2 separate regions of the Mus musculus genome follow, and region 1 is linked to region 2. A link is a contact called in public promoter capture Hi-C data. All regions are on one chromosome and are shown on one strand. Each heading gives the region's core, a stretch centred on a gene start, on an enhancer-like site or on the middle of the called end of the contact. The rest is flanking DNA. Distances are from core to core; before and after follow the strand shown. Region 1 holds the start of Rbm28 (RNA binding motif protein 28). Region 2 holds the start of 6530409C15Rik (RIKEN cDNA 6530409C15 gene).

What was found. Promoter capture Hi-C pulls out the DNA fragments that hold promoters and counts their contacts.
Region 1: a promoter capture Hi-C map of pre-B cells shows a contact between it and region 2, with 2.8 times the contacts expected there. The contact joins the promoter of Rbm28 here to the promoter of 6530409C15Rik in region 2. A contact is called at or near these places in 2 of 39 promoter capture datasets (cranial neural crest and pre-B cells).

What each region holds. Positions count from the first base shown.
Region 1 is chr6:29,163,413-29,166,171 of GRCm38.p6, reverse strand. Rbm28 (RNA binding motif protein 28) reads left to right here and starts at 1,448. Exons shown (of 19, transcript NM_133925.2): 1 at 1,448-1,681. The coding sequence starts at 1,564.
Region 2 is chr6:28,213,971-28,217,084 of GRCm38.p6, reverse strand. 6530409C15Rik (RIKEN cDNA 6530409C15 gene) reads right to left here and starts at 1,586. Exons shown (of 4, transcript NR_165173.1): 1 at 1,319-1,586. It also overlaps a transcript of Zfp800 not described here.

The sequences.
Region 1 (2,759 bases), core at 199-2,698, 950 kb before region 2:
ATTTGAGGATAGAATTTGATTCTTGGTTGTTGTTGTTTTCCGAAACAGGGTCTCTCTGTGTAGCCCTGGCTGTCCTGGAACTTGCTTTGTAGACCAGGTTGGCCTCGAACTCAGAGATCCGCCTGCCTCTGCCTCCCGAGTGCCGGGATTAAAGGCGTGCGCCACCACTGCCCCACTTAGAATTTGATTCTTGAGGAGGATGTGGAATTCCAAACCAATTTTGTTTAAAAGATTCTACTTCTTTTGCCCACTTTACTTTTTATGTAAGATAGGATCGACTTTATGGTAGCCTTGACAATCTGTTTTGTATTTCAGTGCCTTTTCTTCTGATTTATCTATTTAAAATATAACTGTGGTGGGGGTTCTTTTTCTAAAAGCACATATTAATTATTTGAAGCCTACTAGGACTTCATAAATTTCATGCTTAGCACATTCCTCCCACCACTACTACCTACACGTCATCCATCCATCCATCCATCCATCCATCCGTCCATCCATTATATTGAATGTGGATAACTCTTGGGGATTTTCACTGTGCCTTTCATCTTTTGTGGTGTTTTCTACCTACTGAGCTGTTGTAACTTAAAAGTAAAGACTTTAAAAGTGCCTAGGGTACTTTTTGCAGCTAGGCATTCTGCAAGCACAGCATTTTTCCATGTAAGACAGACAGTGAAGCCCACTGAGTGTTAAACACTGTGGGTAGCCTCCAGTCTGTCTGATAAACAGACATAAATGAAGATCTTCTGTCTCTGGGCAGCAGTGCATCCTAGGTCTGTGCATATAGCTGGGTGTTATGTTTGGCTTCCGTGTGCTCTGATGTGATCTTGCAGAGATTTTGTAAGATTTTAAAAATAAACGTCTGTCTCTCACTCTGGACTCTATTTTATATGACGGCAGGGACCATGTCTTTTTTTTTCGGCAATGAATTTTACTCCTAATATATAAGTAGGAGCTCAATCAGTAAGAATTGAAAATATGATTTCGTACGTAGTATTTGTTCTCTGGGGATTTTAGTAGATACAATTTGTCTCTGCGGCCAAGTGACAGTTTGTCTCATGTTTTCTGAGGACATGTGACTAGTTCAAATTATGTATGTTACATGCTTGTGTCTATGACGTTTTGCATATGTGTTTTTTTCCCCCCGCGTGATATGTGGCAACTCTTCAGAAAAAAACTTATTGAACACCCACTCTATGTCAGATGAGGGCAGGCTTAGGGGGAAAATGACTTCTGCCTGCTTTGGTGAATTTGGGGTCGAGTTCCTAAATGAAAGATTTTAAGAGAATTTTAAGCTGTTGATGTCAAGTTTCCCCCAGTGGCGGGGGCGGTGCTGGGACTGCACAGAGACCGTCGTTCAAGAAGCTCCGCCCCCAGGACGTCATTTTTCTTTTTCTTTCCGGAACTATTCCTTCCAGTCTGCGTTTCCTCCCGGACTCTTTTGAGCAAAGAGGACTTCCTGAATTTCCCGGCAACTCGGCACCGCCTTCCTGCCAGAGCTCATCCCAGCCCTCGCTCGCGCCGGCGTGAGGTGCTCGCAGCCTCACGCGCTTGTCTCTCGGTCTCATGGCCGGTCTGACTTTATTCGTGGGCCGTCTCCCGCCCTCGGCTCGCAGCGATCAGCTGGAAGAGCTGTTCAGTCAGGTGGGTCCGGTGAAGCAGTGCTTCGTGGTGACAGAGAAAGGTAAGGAGTGGGATGGTGCAGAGGGCATGTGCAAAGGTATGGGAACAACCCAATTTCAGGGAGCTCTATAGTTATGATCTGTTTGTTTTGAGACAGGGCTCTCACTCTTTAGCCCTAACTGGCCTCGGATTCGCTACCGGTAGCCCGTGTGCTTCTGCCTCCTGAATCCTCCGATTAATGACGTGAGCCATCCCAGCAAGTTCTTTGCTCTCTCCAGAAGTACGGGACCGGGAGCTAAGATTCTTTTCTAAACGGACTCAGCTGGAGATCGGCCAATAAGGTTGATTTATGAAAGGCAAAGCACTCACTTAACGTTTCCATTGCGTTTTCCCCTTTATTACGCGTGTTCAGGAGTTCAAACGCAGGCCCATTAGCTTGGAGTAATGGTAGTAATCCCAGCATCTGGGAAGGCTGTGGCAGGAGGATTGCTGGTAATTCGAGGACAGCCAGGTCTATATAATAGCGAGTTCAGGACAACTTGGATTACATAGCGAGACCCCGTCTTCAACAAACATCCCAAAGTAACGTTTAATAAAGCACCAGTGCGGCTTATTGAGATGGCTGCTAGGCCGGAAGAGTGCTTAGTTTGACATGGGTTAACTTACTTAATGTTCTCAACAATCTTATAGGACAAAGAGCCTTAACCCCATTTTTTTTAAATAAAGGAATATAATCTTTAAAGACATTAAATGGTCTGGAGTTGATCTGGCTAGTGAGAGGACTCAGTTTGATTAGCACGTTAGCACATCCTATGCATTCATCTGTTTATTTATTTATTACTTGTTGGATGCCAACTGTATTTTAGAACATTGCTGGCTGCCCTTAGGATACAACAGGTGTGTGACACTAAATCACTGACGCAGATTCTGTTCTCATACACTTATGGTTTGAAAGACAGCCAACAAATAGCCAAACTATATGTTGATAATGGTGATAAATTTATGCTAAGGAGAAAAGTCAAAAGAGGGAATGTGTGTGTGTAGATAGGGTGGCTAGGGAAGACCTGTTTGAGGAGAGTGAACTAAGAACTGGGGGGATAAAACAGTCTGAATTCAGGAAACAGCAACCTTGAGGATAT
Region 2 (3,114 bases), core at 337-2,836:
TTTTACTAAAGTTATACCTCTAGGTATGATGATTCTATCCAAAACTTTCAGAAGGCAGGAAACTTTCAGGGCAGTATGACTAATTATGCCATCAACTTAAGCAACAAAGCGAGCGCATTCCCACAAACACCTAACCCTAGATTTGCTTATCACTGAATAGAATCCATCTGACAACTGAGGTTGCTTTAGTTTAAAATATTTTTGAAGCTTATATTACAATGGATTTTCTATCTGATAACAAAGCCCTGGGCACTTGTCTATGTTATTATCCCATGTGCAGATTCCTGGAATAATTTAGCAAAATTATTCCATTTAGTCATTTGCTCATTTAGTTATAAAATGCATTATAACTAAAAGATCCATATTTAGCTAATAGTTCCTTTATTCTTTCTCAGTTTGAGTGCTTTCAGTAGAAACCATTACAGAAACTGAAACACTGGCGTTCACTAAAATGTCTGCTCCAAAAGCATGGGAGGTTTTTCTGTTTTTTAGTATACCGTGCTCCCAAGTCCATATTAATTATAAGTTGAAATTAACTTTGCAAAAAGACCAGAAAACTTTTATTTTCCTCAAGTAAAAATGAGTTGAATAAGATGAAGTATAATTTTATAAAAGACAGTGCTTTTGATTCACTGTTAAAAGTTTACGGGACAAAATACTCTGAAATATTGTGATTTATACAGCGCTTAGAGTAAAGACAAGCCATGTCGTCGAACCCATTCCTTAAAAGCTCTTTATGCCTACCCCTCTGCTACCCTAGAAAACATTAGCTTTATAAATTCATAAGTGGGACGAAAGTAAAAAGTCATTAACTTTTTATTCTAATAGTAAAATACATTTATTGTGTAAATTTGGAAATTACAAATAAAATGAAAATAAAGACTATCTGAAGTACCGAAAGGTAACAACACACTGTTGTGGTTTTTCTCCATCACGTTTAAATTTGTGTTCTCTGAATACTGAAGTACATACATACCCTCATACCCTGCAAATGCTGGTGAAATGGAATTTTTCCTCGACTGCTTTTTCATATTGTTGGACTGTATTTCACAACATCTTATTAGCAAGTTAGTTTGTGCTATAAGATTATGATACTTTATGTTTGGAGATGAACATTTTCCAATTTTTCTTCCTCTTCTTTCCCCATTTTCTATTATGTTGCAGTGGACACTCTTTGAAATTTTGTAGTTATGCTTTAAGGGAACATTTTTTAAAAGACTTTCTGGGTCAGGGGTTATCAGCTACCTGGGGTTTGATGCCTGCAACCCTGCCTGTTGTGGAGTGCCGCGGGGTGCCGGGCTCCTGGGCGCAGCTTTACCTGAAGGGTGCGGGGTGGGGACGCGGCGCCTCGGCCCCGGGCTGCGCGGTTCCCGCCCGTTGCTAACCGGCGTGTCTTTGTCTTTCTTCCCTGGGGTTCGCTGCGCCCGTGCGGGCCGAAGCCTGGCGAAGCCGTCGCCCCGCAGCGCCGCCATCCTGCGTCCGCCCGCGGGCGCCGTCACCACGCGCCAGGCCGCCTCCAGCTGCCGCGCCAAGCTCCGCGGCGCCGCCAGGGAGCGCCAGCACGCGGCGCGCGCCCTCGGCAGGTCAGCCGCCCCGTGACGCCGCCGCGCGCTCCCGCGGCCGCGCGCACCGCCGTACCTCGGGCGCCCAGGTCGTCTGCATCCACGGCCGCCTCGGCGTCGTCGTCGCTGGTCGGAGCGCCTCAGCTCGCCCCCCGCTGCTGCCGCAGCCTGCTCTGCCACGCGGGACGCCGGGCCACTCCTTGCTCCGTGCGATGCGTTTCTTCAGCCCGCCTGCAAAATCCCCGGCTTCTTTAAAAACCTCACCGCACATGATTCCGTTTCCCTATTTCTTGTAACTACTCTCTGTTCCCTTTCAGATTCTTTCCATTATTAGTTCTTCAAAGCCAGCATCGTTTTCTTCATTAAGCTCTCATCAAGCTCCACCTCCCACTCCCATCTGCCAGAAGATTCTAATGGTCCAAATTCATGATACAACCCAGAGTTGTATCATGCACATCTATAATTGAACTCAAGCGTCAGGCTTTCCCCTTCCTGTAACTTTATCGCCAATAGCCATTGCTCCCTGTGGAATTAGTCCTTGTTTCCAAGGACTCGTCATCCTAAACTCACCATCCTTAGAAACGGGATCCTCTCTAGAATATTGTCGCCGGTGACCACAGGACCGTGCCTTTCCATAGCTGCTCCGGGAAGGCTTGTTGGCTTAGCCCCTCTTTTTTTCCCAGGCCCTCTGTCCCAGGCTATACATGGATGTCTTACTTCTCTTGGGCTATTCCCAGTGACTGGTCACAGTTAAAGTCGTGATGGCCCAATCATGTGACATTCATGGTCCCTCAGTGAGCTATTGGGGACCCTTCAACTCCTGGCCACAGCTTCCTTAGAACTCCCGGCTTCAGTCTGTATCCCCTCTAGCCTTTCCTAGGTATGTCAGACCTGCGTTATGGCTTCTTCAAGATCTCTGCTCTCCTCTTGCTTTCTTTTGTCTTTCTCAGGTGTCCCCTCAACACAACTGCTGCACAGTGACCTTTGTCTTGGTGTCTGCTGCTAGGATCTGAACTGACACATCAGACATTCCAGTCTCTGACCACCACCTTCCTATCCTGAGTTGTTTGCTGACCTCATTTTTCTACTGTTGAGTAGGCCATGTCTTGGCTCTATTTCCTTGACTAGCCCAGATTCTACAGTCTATTATCGTAATCATGCCTCGAAATGCAAATTCTCTCAGCACTCTCAAACCTCAGTTTCTTCGAAATTATTTTTCTAGCAAAAAAATATCCAACCCTGGGTATAGGTAACTTCTGTCTTGCTCTAGCCAGACTGTAACAACGGATTTCGTTTAAGAAGAAATCATGAAACCAACCAACCTGTTCAATTTCCAAGACATTATTGCAAATCCTAAATTGGTGTTTTTTCCTATGGTCGTCTCAGTCCTTCACTTTTAGACCTACTGTTTCTTTGCATGAATCTCCCCAGAATGTGCCGTTTGTTTTGATATTTCCCTGAGAACTAAGAGTTATAGACAGAGCTCCTCAGCTCCCTACTACAGTGCGTGGAACTGATCTATTTTGTGACTGTGAAGGGAGCCCCTTCTTCT